Linked DNA regions of Mus musculus: all the other regions are linked to region 1. A link is a contact called in public HiCAR-type, HiChIP or PLAC-seq and Micro-C data. All regions are on one chromosome and are shown on one strand. The core of a region is the stretch at or near the end of the contact, and the rest is flanking DNA. Distances in the headings are between cores, read along the strand shown.

Region 1 (3,339 bases), core at 311-2,810:
TGATTTTACTACTTAAAAGAGGCACTAGAAGTGGATTCAGGTCTGGTTTCCTTACAGCACTTAGGATCCAGTTGATGGCCAGCTCTTAGGTGGTTCAAGTTGTCTCAAAATCGTGGTAGTGGTCTTATTCTCCCTGGGTTCAATTAACATATGAGTTTCAATTATGACCTTGAGGTACAAGATGAACGTGCCAGAGACATTTCCTTCTGTCTTTTAAAATAAATTGTATATGTTCCTGTCCAACGCTGAGCTAAGAACACCACCAAATCAGGCAGAACTCTACGCGAATGTGTCCAGGCTCTCTAAAGAAAACCCCCATGCTTCCTGTCTTTTATTTTTGTTAAATGATTTCCCTGCTTTCTGCTGGTAAGAAATATTTCCAAGTTTTTCTGTCTTGTCTGTTATGATGGCTATTCTTGGTAGACAAACTGACTACAAATTAACTAAGACCCAAAAAGTTGCATATACCTGTGAGAGATTTTTCTTAATTAAAACTTATGAAGTGGGAAGACGCTTCTGGGTCTTTTGAGGCGATAAGATCCACCTTTAATCTGGGCCACACCTTCTGGTGACAGTCCACATAAATAGAGAAGAAAGAAGCTCTCTCTCTCTCTCTTTCTCTCTCTCTCTCTCTCTGCCCTATCTTTGGTTAGCAAGTTCATTCCTTTAGAGCCTCCTTCTTTGAAAATGTGGTATACAGTGAAGCCCAGCTTAGACACGCAGCCTCATGGACTGAACTACTGGATTCTTCCAATTTTAGTTGCTAGACAGCACTTGTTGGTCTAGCTGGACCACAGCCTGCGAGCCGTTTTAATAAATCCCCTTTCTACATACAGAGAGGGAAAGAGACGCTCATTTTTATCATTTCTGTTCATCTAGAGAACCTTGACTAATACAGCTGCGTTTTCTCACCTTAACTCAGAAAAATGTTAGGAATAGTGTTCATAAACAACATTCTTCCTCGAACCATTTCTTTCTAATTATTCAAGTTACCGTGGAGACTACACTTATCATTAGTGTTAATTTGTCAAGAGATAGACCTGAATTTCAGGAAGAAAACTCCTATAGGGATGGATCCACCATCCAGCCTTCTTGTGGGAGAAACACATTTCATTGTGTTTGTGATGTGGTTCCAGGTTTTCTCTCAGGATTGTCCAGTGTACCTTTGCCAGCCAGGTAGAACGTAGCTGTAGCTCACCTGACCTCACCGTGAACCCACAGAACAAACATTTGTTTTCTAAAATCTCCTTAATTATTAATATCGTGGGCACCCTTCCACTTGTGGGACAGGAGAAACACTCCACTCCACATTTTGTAATGTGCTATTTAAACTAGCTACCTTGTGTCAAGGAGGAAAAGGGGAAAGTGCCTACCACGCAAGGAAAGATAGAAGTGAAGCTACCTCAGGTCAAGAGCAAGGACTCCTGAAATGCAAATATCTGCAACAGGAAATACTGTTCTGTGCTGTTCCTTAAACTCCAACGCCAAAGGAGGGACTCTTGTCACTCAGGCCTCATCAGCCAATGAGAACCTGCAGTCGGAGCGTCATCGGGGAGGCGGGCTCTTCCGGGCGCCAGGCTCCAGGCTCCGTTCCGAAGCTGGGAAAATGCAAGCGGTTCTTTGCGTGTAACAGGATCTGTGAGGGGTGCACGCGAGCTTGGAAGCCACGCTATGGTGAGCAAGGGACCGCAGTCTTGGGAGAAGTGGGCTGCTGAGCCTCGGCATCCCTTTTGGTAGGCTACCCTTGGACTGGATGGAAGCTAGTGGGCCAGATGTGGAGTTGTATGAAGTCCCATGCGGTCTCTGTAGTTCCCTGTACCAAAGTGGTGACCTCTGAAGAACTTCACCCTGTGGGCAGCGTCTGTGTAGAGCTTTGGGGACATGGTGTGTGCGTAGAAACATCTTTGTAGCCAACATCACCGTGCTTCTTGTGCATCAGAGGACGGCAGGTTGCCGTTTTAGTTTAGCTAGCATCTCTAGAATTTCTGTTCTTCGGATTTCACATTTGGAGTTAATTTTGTGGGTATTGTGCATGGAATCTTATGTGTTGGTAGCACTCCACTATTTTGCTGAGATGATAATGCAAAGGATTTACCAATGCTTCGGAGAGAATAAGTCACACAGAGTAGAGTTTAGCTAAAGGTGGGCTGCCTCTGAAACACCCAAAGATATAGTGTATTAATGAGGTCTGTAAGAGATGAAGTGCTAGATACGCATGTTTGTTCACCAGGATTGTCTAGACATTTGGCTCCAACCATAAGGAAGGAGACAACCCTGATCTTAAACAGCCGCTAGACCGATGCCCTTAAGAAGTGGCAGGAGACCAAGAAGCTGCTCAAAGGAGCAGGTAGGGTCATGTAACCAACATTAAGGCCTGGTGTGCCATAAAAGTCCTGTTTTCTTCTTAGGCAGTGGCTGCTTTCTATGGATCCTCTTATATAGATGCAGCCAGTTGTCCTTTTGTTAGCAAGCCAGACAGCAGTATGGTCTTCACTGTAGCAGCATCAAGATCTCGGCCTGCCTGCTGTGGGCCTCTGCGTTTATTAGTTATAAGGAGCCGTCACATCATTACTACATTATCTGCTACACACAGCGCTGACCTGAGCTGGAGAGCTGACCTGAGCTAGCTGCTCCTCAGCTTAACACCCAGCTCAGTCCTCTTCTAACTTCTTAGTGTGCTCTCTATGATTTCCCACCCCAGCTTTTATCTTTTCTCCTTTATACTTTTATAATCTTTCTCAGTCTGGCATATTCACCTAGGGACCCTGACACTGAAGAATGGTCTACTGTTCCAGGATACTGGTGTACTTAAGAAATAGTCCTGGGAATACTTTGTTGTGTAAGCCTCTCTTCTGCCTAAGTAACCACTTAGCAACTTAAAATTGGACTCTCCTGTCTCTATGTGAATTGTTCAGCGTGTAACCTGGGGCCTGACGCAGCATATGTAGGATGGAAAATGTGTCCTAGGCTGGCTCCTCTTTGAGCACCAGCCAGTGCTGTATGCATGCTATTCTTCAAGAATTTTTCTTCATTAATACCTTACGTTCATCAAGTTATTTCTCTCTGGGCAGACACATTAATTCTAGAACACCTGTACCTCCTGCAGAAAAATGTTTCTGAGGCTCTGTCTGTTACATTGTTTCAGGTAGCCTTGACCCTAGATACAGACAAGTCTATATGTCCACAGGGTATATATCTTGCTGTCCACTTGACTAAAATTAAAATTCTAAAATTCTTAAATTAAGGGGTTATACCATCATAGAGTTTTAAAATGACCAATTTGAGTCACTTAGACCACAAGAATCATTTAAGCAGTAGTAAAAGGATTTGTGTGTGGAG
Region 2 (3,339 bases), core at 355-2,854, 450 kb after region 1:
GTCTGAGCTAGCATATGTGATGGTGTGAGACAGTGGTCCTCACCCTTCCTAATGCCATGACCTTTAATAGTTCATCATGATGTGGTGATCCCCCCAACCATAAAATTATTTTCTTGGCTACTGTATAAACTATAATTTTGCTACTACTGTGAATCATAATGTAAATATGTGTTTTCTGATGATCTGATGACACACAGGTCAAGAACCACTGAATTGGACTGTCATTGTCCATTTCAGTATAAAGTGCATTTAGAGTTCACCAGTTACAGATAAGCAGTAGGTGCTGGGCATGTTTCTTCCAAGCGCTGGCTGGTACCGGCCCATAATGAGACTTGGAGTTACCCATGGTTTACTATGTAACTTAAATCATGATAAGGAAAAGAGGAAGCCTCAAATCCCGAGTTATTCCTTAGATAAGGCTTTGTACCCTAAGCCAGGGAGATGGGAAATTTGAGAAAATAGCAGAACTGGCCTGTGAGAAACAAAGAACAGAAATTTCTCCCCCAGGGGGACTTAAAAAAAAAAATCTTGTGCCAAAATTCACAGCCGTTTTTGCCTTTTCTCTAAGGTTCCGTGTCTCTCTGAAGAACTGAATATTTAAAACGCCTTCATTTTTCTCCAGTCGCTTGGAATTTGTTATTATCTTATTTCCAGCTGTGAAGTTGAGCACAGAGGACCAGATACTGGACTGAATTATAAGTTAAGAGTTGTAAAATCACAGTACAGATAGCGTCTTAATAACTCTACCAGAAAGAGCTGATGAGGAGCCAGTGTGTTCTGGCCTCTAACAATGACCAGACTTTGTGCAACTTTAACTAGCCCAGATTTTTACAATGTAGACCAGGCTGGCCTAGAACTCACAGAGATCTGTCTTTCGCTGCCAGCAGAATGAGTGCTGGGATTAAGGGGACTTGTACCAACCACCAAGCCCCACTTGACAGACCACTATCAAAAATTTTGGCTTCCGGGCTGGTGAGATGGCTCAGTGGGTAAGAGCACCCGACTGCTCTTCCAGAGTTCAAATCCCAGCAACCACATGGTGGCTCACAACCATCCATGACGGGATCTGACTCCCTCTTCTGGTGTGTCTGAAGACAGCTACAGTGTACTTACATAAAATAATAAATAAATCTTTAAAAAAAATAAAATAAAATAAAAGGAGCCAGGCAGTGGTGGCGCTCACGCCTTAAAAAAAAAAAAATTTTTTTTTGGCTTCCCTGAATAAAAATCCAGGTCCACGGAATACATCATACCCAAGGTCCTATAACAATTCTAGGTCTGAAGCAAGAAATCACTACACTGGACGTTGAGTTGGTAAATGCACTGTGGACACCAACGACCCAAGACCAATAGGAACTAAGCTTTTGAGATCACCGAAGACTAAAGTACCCAGCAAGAAGCAGGCAGGTCTGGCTTTTATGCAAATCTCTCCCGAGCTGAGCGAAGTCGGGCCCTAGCCAATCAGGGCCTCCAGACAAGCCATCCAATCAGGAGCGCCAGGGAGCGGTGGGAGGCGGGCTCCATCGCAATCCCGCTGTGCATTCCGCTGGGAAGCGGAGAAGGCGCAGCGGGTTCGGCCCCCTTCGCTGTGGCCACTGCGGCCCGTAGCTAAGGGGAGCGCGGCCGAGCTCGAAGCCGCGCCATGGTGAGCGCAGGGCCGAAGTCCCCAGAAGGGGAAGAGCGGCCGGCTGAGCCGCGGGAGCCGGGGTGGTGGGTCCTCCTTGGGACTGGGGGAGGGGTGGGTCCAGCGTCTGGGAAAGTTCGGCTTGGTGCGAAGATTAGAGTTTAAAAGGCGAAGCCGCGAGCTCCCCCCGGACGGATTGCGGCTGGCCAGAGGGAGCCAGGCTGGCCCGGAGAGACGAGGGCAGCACGCTGCAGAGCCCAGAGCACCCGCGTGGGCGGGGTCGCTCGGTGCTGAGCTGGTCTGCCCACAGCTCCTTCGACGGCGCAGGTTTCTCCTAGTGCGGGTTGTGACAGCTTAACGTCGCACTCACTTGTAACCCTGCGTGCGGGCTTCACAGTAAACCCGCAGCTGTTGGAGGAGAGGGGACAGCCTGGGCTGCCCCAGGACAAGGGAGAGAAACGTGGAGCGGGACTAGCGAGTAGACGAAGTGGAGGACCCCTGCCGTGCGCTGCAGCTCTCTCCTTCCCCCTCCCTCTCTCCTACTTAAATCAGCCTTATTTATTGGTGTGTGTCCCCGGTGTGTGTGTAGAGTGAGGAAGGTGTAAGGTCACAGGACAACTTTATGGAATGAGTGCTGTCCTTCCGCGATTAACGGATAGAACTCAGGTTGTCACAGAGCCTAGTATAGTTTATTTTTTCTTTTCTTAAAAAATATTTACTCCTTCCCACCCACAGTCTGGAAGTTAGATGCAACAGCTTTGCATAGCATGCTGGGTAAGTGCTCTATTACTCCTTAGGCCTATCTGCAGCTTTATCCTATCTTAATGATAATTGCTTTTAAGTCAGTTTTGAAGTTGTGAATCATGAATCTCTGCTTTGCTCTTTCCCAGGGCTGTACCCGTATTCTAACATCCTTGCAATTCCATGACTTTCCGCAGCAGTTTTCAGTCTGACCAGGTGTTCACTGGTGTTCCTTAGGTGGTGTGACCCTGAGTGTTTCAAGGCGCTTACCATCAAGTGAACAAGGTTTTCCTTTTAGAACTTAGATTCTTGCTGAGCTGGTTGGGAGTCACCTTTCATCCCAGTATTCTGGAGACAGAAGCAGGTGGATCTCTGTAAGTTCTAGGTCAGCCAGGTCTATGTCGTGAGTTCAGGCAAGTCAGGATTACATAGTGAGAACCTATCTCAAAAGGAAGAAAGAAAAAAACAAAATACTTAGGTTCTTGGTTCCTCCGAATCTCTCTGTGGGTGGCATCTTTTGCTGCCAAGCCCAGAGACCTGGGGTTAATCCTTATAAGCCACTTGGTAGAAGGAGAGAATCGAGAACCACAGAATTTCTTTGAACTCCTGTCCCTTCACCTCATACATGCATCATGGCAATGCATAGCCACACATGCACACAGAAAGGAATGGTTTAAAAAAAAAACTGATTTTTTTTAAAGCAAGCTTTGCAGTTTTAAAACTACAACTTTCTTTTTTTGTAGTATTTTTTATTTTATTTTTTTATTTACATTTCAAATACTATCCCCTTTCCTAGTTTCCCCTCTGAAAATCCCCTATCTGCTCCCCTCTCCCCCTGCTCCCCAATGCACTCCCATTCCTGGCCTAGGCATTCCCCTATACTGGGGTGTAGAGCCTTCAAAGGACCAAGGGTCTCTCCTCCCATTGATGAAAGACTAGGCCATCCTCTGCTATATATATAGCTAGAGCCACAA
Region 3 (3,339 bases), core at 546-3,045, 390 kb before region 1:
TTTTTCTGTGGAAAGAGTATCCCAGTGGTCTCCCCTGGGACAGAGGCTGCCTTTGGGATCAGGTGTTAGCACTGGGCCTGCACCACCAGAGCTGCCAAAGGTTAAGCGAATGAGGCAGAGTTCTAAGTCGGGCAGCACTTGACTTCGCATGCTTGGAAGGGAAGACAGCCTTTGAATGGAGGCAACACCAAACACTGGTTTGGTTGCTTTCATTTCTTTGCTTTGCATAGTACAACCTCTCAAGTTGTAGGATGTGTGTACTACATATTTCCCAGTGCCTGATCAGCGGTTTTTAGTATTTTTTTTTTTAAAGATTTATTTATTTATTATATGTAAGTACACTGTAGCTATCCTCAGATACTCCAGAAGAGGGCATCAGATTTCGTTACGGATGGTTGTGAGCCACCATGTGGTTGCTGGGATTTGAACTCGGGACCTTCGGAAGAGCAGTCGGCGCTCTTAACCACTGAGCCATCTCGCCAGCCCCAGTATTTTTTTTTTTAAAGACTAATGAAAGTTACATAACTTTCCCCCAGAAGAATGCACCATCTAACACTGTGCATGGAGTTCTCTGGATTCTCAGAAGACCTTGTCTGCTGGGTCTGAAGAAATAATCTTTTTTTGTCTAACTCATTCTGTCATCAAATATCCTCCCAATTCGTCCTATCTGCTAGCTTTTGTCATTTTAACTAAGAAATGGCTCGGGTGGCCCTGTGGAATCCGTTTGCTTGTCTCTCCAGGGAGACCATGTGCTAATGCTTTCCAGTTTGCTTGTCTGAAGCTTGAGCTCATGCAGTCCACCCAAGGCATGAGTCTCGCCCGTGTCGCTGAGTGACATTACCACCCCAGCCTGGCACCTCTTGTGCAACGAGCTTCTTTCCATAGGGCAGTTTGGTTAACGTAAAAGTCAGCATCTGGATCAGGAACCGACTGTGGTTCTTAGTTGGAGGGTGGTAAGCAGGCTCTTTATCTGCTGAGAGCTGTTTCTTCGCCTGGGAGAACAGGGCAACATGTTACCTGTTGGTTGACCTGAATGTGACCTGCAGACATTGATATGCTGGAGGAATTTGCTTATTTAAGAACCCAAGAAGGAGGGAAGATTCATCTGGAATTACTCCCAAATCAAGGAATGCTGATCAAGTAAGCAGATGATCTTTTGTTCTTCGAAGCTCGCCTTTCATGTGCTGCATGACCTATTTGTAAATTTCTGTACCTTTCAGAAATTTAATGGAAAGGATTCCAAACTGGTCTCAGTTTTCAAGGGTCTACTTGTTCTGGGTGTCTTAAAGATATGCATTTCTTAGTGCATTTCTGCGGGAAAAGTGTTGCTTAAATTGGGATATTTTTGTTACTTTGGAAATTTTTTACTAGATAGAAATTTCTATATGTCTTTTCCTTTCCAAAATTTAGTACTCATTTCTGATTTAATTGAAAGCAGCTGTGCTTGACATTGTACTGGATTGGGAGGATCTACAGGTTCTATTTAGAAACTGTCTTAAGCTTCTCTGAGCTTCCTCATTGCTTGTGCAGTCAAAGCAAATTAGCTGGTTCTAGTGCCTCTAAAACACACCTGCTCCCCAAAAATGGCCCTGGACGTGCATCCCCAGTGTGGCCCCTGAACCCTTAAGCTACTACAGAAACCCAGGTTATCTTAGATGAAAAGATCAAGTTAGTGACCACTCATGATGTTTAACTAGCTCATAAATCCTGCTTCTCTCCTCGGTCCGCACTGCAGTTTGGCTAATAGATCCTCCCCACTGTAAGCGCCACATGCTTACTTCCTTCTTTACTTCCTGCATACTCTGTGTTTGTAAGTCAGTGTCAGAGTTACAACAAGAGACGGCCCAGAACAGGAAGAGTGCATTGCTGAGACTGGAAACCTGCTTTGTCCCTCCGTTTTGGCAGAAGCAAGTTTTTAATTATTGAAAGCAAAAGTCCTTCCTTTGCTCTGTCTTTGTAGAGTCTTAGGGGTGTTGGAGGATAGAGGTAAGAAAGAAATGCTTATGTTGGGTTTCTGTAACTAAGGAATTTGTCCCATAGTGAGCAATCCCTTCCTTATTGCATCTTAGCAAGAGTAGGGCCCAGTAGAATCTGTCCTAAAGAGCAGAAAGAAGAATGGGAGCTCCCCTCCCCATCCTGTAAATGATATTGCATGCCTTAAACAGTTCCTATAAGGAACGAAGGAAATGCTTAGGAGTATATGAGGACCTTTGTAGATGAGATTGTGTAGTCAGGTTGTCCTAGACACTGTCCTCTCCCCTTGTCCATTTACTACTTTGATTATGAACCAAAGTGATGGGGGACATAACTGCATGGTTCCAAGTGTTGTTGACCACATTTAAGAACAGGTTGCTTCTATATATGGAAGCCCAGGTAACCCCTATTCTGTGGGGACTTCTAGGTTCTGAAATTGACTATGCTGGCATATCTTTAGCAAGGTTTTTTAGTTCAACAATAAGCCACGATTCAAAATGCCATACTGTGAATGGTCCTAGAGCCCAACTGTCCCTACCACGAGTCGATCTGCAGAGGATTGCCTCGTGACTAAGAGAATGTCTGAGGTAGAGTGAGGGAATGACTCTACAGACCTCAACTCCAGCCTCACTGTACTGGGCCTTTGCACTGTCCCCATATTCTCTTGGTTTGAACAGTGTCAACCTGCAAATAGTCCCTAAGACTTGGAATTTAAAATGAGGACATATCAACTGCCCAGATAATGTCACTGGAAAAGTTATTTGTACAAGGAGGCCTCTGTCTTGCTTTCCAAGGCTCTCCCACTTTGATCAACCAAAATTTCCTTGAACTTTCTATAGGAGATAAGCCTCCTAAAAACCCATGGTTGACTTGGCTTGGACAAAGGACTAGGGATTATTAACTAGCGATCTGACCTTGTAGGAATGTTCTCTGTGAGGTCTCAATATGAATTTGAAATCTGTATTTTAGATAATCTCTACCTAAGTGACACCAAGAGAATCAAACTGCATAAGACAGAGCTTTGACTGAATGAGGTGTGATTAGACTCTTGAATAAAACTATCTATATTCCTTTTCCCTTTGGGTTCCAAACAAATTCTCTGAAGCCATTGCAGACCTTTTGGGTGGTCCCTCCAGATGAGTGGCAGAGATGTTGTGAGCAGTGTACCTCTCCTCCCCTTGGGGTAAGGTTGTGAGTCCGTCCTAGTTGTAGCATCTCGGATGCAAGCAGGTACAGTACAAACACCAGGCACTTGGTGCCAGGCCACAAGGAGGCATCAGTTCTTCATTTGTTGTATAGATATGTTGTTCTAATTTGTGTTAAATCAGAGAAATGTTTCTATGCTGATATTCACAGTACCATAGT
Region 4 (3,339 bases), core at 411-2,910, 330 kb before region 1:
GTTAGATGCCCCTTTGCCCCTTTATTAATCTCATAAAATCTTGAAGTTCTCTGAAAGTTCCAGGTAGCAGTGCAGGTCGGTTTGGAGTCTGATCAAATGACTTTTAAGCTTGAAATTCGGCTGTGTGGCTATTCTAGATAAAACACAAAGCATTTCTACACTTCTGTTTTTATGTCTTTTATGCCACTGCCATGTTTTAAAATTAGAGCTTCCTATATACTTCTTTCAGAGGTTGGCCATATTCTAGTTATGTGCCCTGGAGTATCTCTGCCATTTCCAAAGTTGTTCAGTGGGGTTTCGCTCTTGCCAACTTTCAAGATCCACCACATGCGTTGGAGCCAGTAATGAACGTGGATGATGCATTGCTTAGCGATTGCAGTGCAAGATGAGATGGCGAGACATCTGGCTGGAATTCATCTACACAACAGCATGTTTGGCTTTTATCTGATAGTTGTGAGAAATTTAAAAAGCGGGCTTATATTAAAGTATATAGTTTTTGATCCCCTTAACCTCCAAGGGTGTGTGTGTGTGTGTGTAGAGAGAGAGGGAACCATCCTAAAAATATTGAGATCAGTAAAGAGAACTAATTTTTTGAGGTGGTTTCTCAGCATTAAGGTGGGGAATTTAATGTTTATTGGTTTTTTTTTCTAGCTAATCAGCACCCTTTTCATTTAAAAAGATACTTGCAGATGAGCACAGTATATGATGTGCTTTTATTTTTCTTGCTTTTCTACAAACATGTGCTAGTCCACTTTGCAAAAGCTCAGTATTCACCCTTGCAAAGTACAATTTAATATCAACGCATCAACATAGCTGAACAATGATAAGCATAATGGAATTTGGAATATTTCTATCATGCTCCTCACCCTGCCCCCACACTCCTAGCACCCCATATCCCCTCGCCCTGGAACATCACTAATCTATGGACTGTCTTTGTAGGTTTGGAATGGTCATTTGGCATGGCCTCTCCCACTGAAAATCCAGGATAGCTTAAAATGTTTGACCATGACTTTCTGCCTCTGAAAATAGATGTTATTCTTGAGTTTCTTGCTGAATTAAAGGATCGAGTACAATTTACATAAGGCAAAAATTAGAAACTAGTTAAAGCAAGTGGGTCTTTTCTTCTACTACAGAAGGAGACCCATATTGCCAAGATACAAAGCAGACCGTGCAGGCACCATGCGCTGAGCAATATGTGTCCTAAGGTCCCTTTGGCGCGTGGGGACCTGTGGGTGGGTGGGGGAGGGTGTGCGTTTGAAAGGATCTCTCAAGTTTAACAAAGATTTATCAAAAGGTTGTATGTGTGTGAGTGTGAAAGTGTTAGGTACACGCTGTTTAAGAGCAAAACTTCTTCCCCTTAGAAAACGGATCGTAGACTACTCAACATAAATCAGTGTAAACCCCTCCTCTCTGCCTCTATAGGGGTCCCTAGGGACCAGATTCCTCCCGGTAGGCAAACTGGAGTCTAAACAACAAGCAAGCTTTCCTTCCTGCCCTTTCCCCTTCTTCTCGCTGGCACCGTTGAGCCTCGTTACCGTTTGCTCAAATATTTGGAAGTGCATTTAGAGTCCTCCCCCCAACTTATGATTTTATAGCCAATAGGTGATGAGTCTTATTTGCATATTTCCAGTCACTTAAACAGCTGTGCAGTGGAAACAGTGTCAGACTCTCGATTTCTCCTCCTACTCCTCCTCCGAGGAATTCTGCCCCTTGTAACTGTTCTGCCCTCCCCTTTAAAGGTTGACTTGCCCTACGGCGCTCCACCGCGCTCCAGTCCTCTTGCGCCTCCTGCTCAACCCGCTCCTGACTGCCCCACGCCGCGTAGTTCCAGCAGCAAAGCAGAAGGGTGCACCGGGAGATGGAGAGCAAAGCCCTGCTCCTGGTGGTCCTGGGAGTTTGGCTCCAGAGTTTGACCGCCTTCCGAGGAGGGGTGGCCGCAGCAGACGGTACGTTTTTCGCGCCAACTCCCCCTACCCCCACCTGCAGACCCGGACAGGACCACTTTTTCTCCATCTGAAGATGGGAGGGAGAAAGTTGGAAGTACGTGCATGCACTGGGACTCCCAGGCGCAGTAAATTCCCGGGAAGGGTGGCTGGAATGGAATCCAGGAGGAGAAGGGAGAGACTCTGCCTCCCATCACGCTACGGCGACTCTGGGTTCCCGCTTTTTTTTCCTTTCTCCTGAGTTCCCACTCGGTCTCCTGCTCTCTCCCGCCGACTGCCATCGCAGGGAACGGCTGGGGCGTGGGGTGTGGAGCCTAGGATGGGGAGACGCAGAGGCCGAGCAAAGCTGTAGTGACCGGTGGTGACCTCCCTATAGGGAATAGGGGTGCTGAATGCAAGGCACGCGGGCCAAAGTGACCCTAACTTTGCTGGGACTGCGGGTCAGACCCCTCTAGAAGCGGGAAGAGTGAATCGAGGGTGCAGGTGGGAGGACGCGTTGTGTGCATTCCAACTGTACAGGGCGCTGTCGCTCTCGGCGGGGGGTTGTGAGCTACAGTGAAAGTGGGAGTGCGCGGTGGCGCCCGGGAACGCGTGGCGCAGAGTCCTGGAAGCTGGCGTCCTGCAAGCGTTCCTGTGCTCGGCTTAGCTCAGTACTCAAGAAAGCCCAGAAATGAACCTACCCTCCAGAAAACGAGGTTCAGCCACCAGCCGACTGGAGCCTGTGGCTTGGAGGTTGCCAGTTCAGCTCTGTGTCCTTTCCTTGCTGTCCCAGGAGAGGCTCGCCCTAAGGGAGGCGCTCAGCTAGCTGAGAGCACATGGGATTCTCTAGAGCCTAAGGGAGATCGCTTTCAACACTAGGTGAAAAAAAAAAAAAAAGCGGCCACCTCCACGGCTCTGCCTGCTCTCTGCCTAGAGAAGACTAGGGTCAGTAGCAAGTTGCTTTATGGCCTTGAAGTCGAGACCTGCCCACAATTGAGAAGCCTTGTAACTTGAACCTTGATTGAGCTAACAGAACACAGACTCAAAATGTGACTGAACTCAGTCGTAAAAGAAGGCTGGGGTTTCCTTGTGTTGCTGCTGGTGGAATCGCCACGAGGGTGGTGTCCCCTGGAGGTGCTCTAAGGTGGCACATCCGCAGCCTAATTCCAGTCTTAGTGGAGTCTATGACTGCAGCTAAAAGCTTGCCTTTATTTCTGCGTATAGTTGTAAATGTCTTGTTATCAAAGGAAAGAGAATCCATCATGGCAGAACTGCACGAAAGAAACGAATCCTGGGTGTTTTGAGGATACTGGAGATTCTGCCTCTCCGGTGGCAGGTTTGCAACTCTGGTTAAGAAAATAGGAGCAAACTTTCGATTCACATTTCAGAAAGTATACCATAGTAGAACACGACTTTT

The links. Hi-C and Micro-C count contacts between places; a contact is called where the count stands out from the background. HiCAR-type assays count read pairs that join an accessible place to other places. HiChIP or PLAC-seq counts read pairs in DNA pulled down with a chosen protein or histone mark.
Region 2: a contact with region 1 is called in a HiCAR-type map of astrocytes, with 2.2 times the contacts expected there. The contact joins the promoter of Zfp964 here to the promoter of Zfp930 in region 1. A contact is called at or near these places in 2 of 39 promoter capture datasets (cranial neural crest and neural stem cells), 1 of 115 datasets of contacts at active chromatin or transcription factors (astrocytes) and 1 of 9 other capture datasets (adipose tissue).
Region 3: a contact with region 1 is called in an H3K4me3 HiChIP or PLAC-seq map of bone marrow-derived macrophages, with 6 times the contacts expected there. The contact joins the enhancer-like site here to the promoter of Zfp930 in region 1. A contact is called at or near these places in 2 of 39 promoter capture datasets (both in embryonic stem cells), 4 of 15 datasets of contacts at CTCF or cohesin (the NIH/3T3 cell line, large pre-B cells, pro-B cells and 1 more), 30 of 484 Hi-C or Micro-C datasets (the G1E-ER4 cell line, the HPC-5 cell line, the N1E-115 cell line and 15 more), 13 of 115 datasets of contacts at active chromatin or transcription factors (bone marrow-derived macrophages, embryonic forebrain, embryonic midbrain and 3 more) and 4 of 9 other capture datasets (adipose tissue, embryonic stem cells, liver and 1 more).
Region 4: a contact with region 1 is called in a Micro-C map of embryonic stem cells, with 5 times the contacts expected there. The contact joins the promoter of Lpl here to the promoter of Zfp930 in region 1. A contact is called at or near these places in 16 of 39 promoter capture datasets (the 3T3-L1 cell line, the C10 cell line, the HPC-7 cell line and 9 more), 1 of 15 datasets of contacts at CTCF or cohesin (stem cell-derived epiblast-like cells), 26 of 484 Hi-C or Micro-C datasets (the BV-2 cell line, the C10 cell line, the G1E-ER4 cell line and 11 more), 13 of 115 datasets of contacts at active chromatin or transcription factors (the 230-238 cell line, bone marrow-derived dendritic cells, embryonic limb bud and 4 more) and 3 of 9 other capture datasets (adipose tissue, embryonic stem cells and liver).

Annotation. Positions count from the first base shown.
Region 1 is chr8:69,207,486-69,210,824 of GRCm38.p6, forward strand. It overlaps Zfp930 (zinc finger protein 930), which reads left to right and starts at 1,561. Exons shown (of 4, transcript NM_001013379.2): 1 at 1,561-1,674. The coding sequence starts at 1,672. Gm39188 (a long non-coding RNA gene) reads right to left here and starts at 1,512. Exons shown (of 2, transcript XR_870488.3): 1 at 1,374-1,512.
Region 2 is chr8:69,652,952-69,656,290 of GRCm38.p6, forward strand. It overlaps Zfp964 (zinc finger protein 964), which reads left to right and starts at 1,605. Exons shown (of 4, transcript NM_001177527.1): 1 at 1,605-1,645. The coding sequence starts at 1,643.
Region 3 is chr8:68,821,111-68,824,449 of GRCm38.p6, forward strand. It overlaps Ints10 (integrator complex subunit 10), which reads left to right. Exons shown (of 17, transcript NM_027590.4): 16 at 1,047-1,140. Among named protein-coding and RNA genes, the nearest start is that of Ints10, 29 kb to the left of the region's middle. Within about 2 kb of position 1,796, at least 64 of the 459 cell types and tissues checked have an H3K27ac peak or open chromatin away from gene starts, as enhancers often do. A contact at or near this core is called in the HPC-5 cell line, adipose tissue, bone marrow-derived macrophages and 2 more, where this site is marked.
Region 4 is chr8:68,878,895-68,882,233 of GRCm38.p6, forward strand. Lpl (lipoprotein lipase) reads left to right here and starts at 1,661. Exons shown (of 10, transcript NM_008509.2): 1 at 1,661-1,946. The coding sequence starts at 1,859.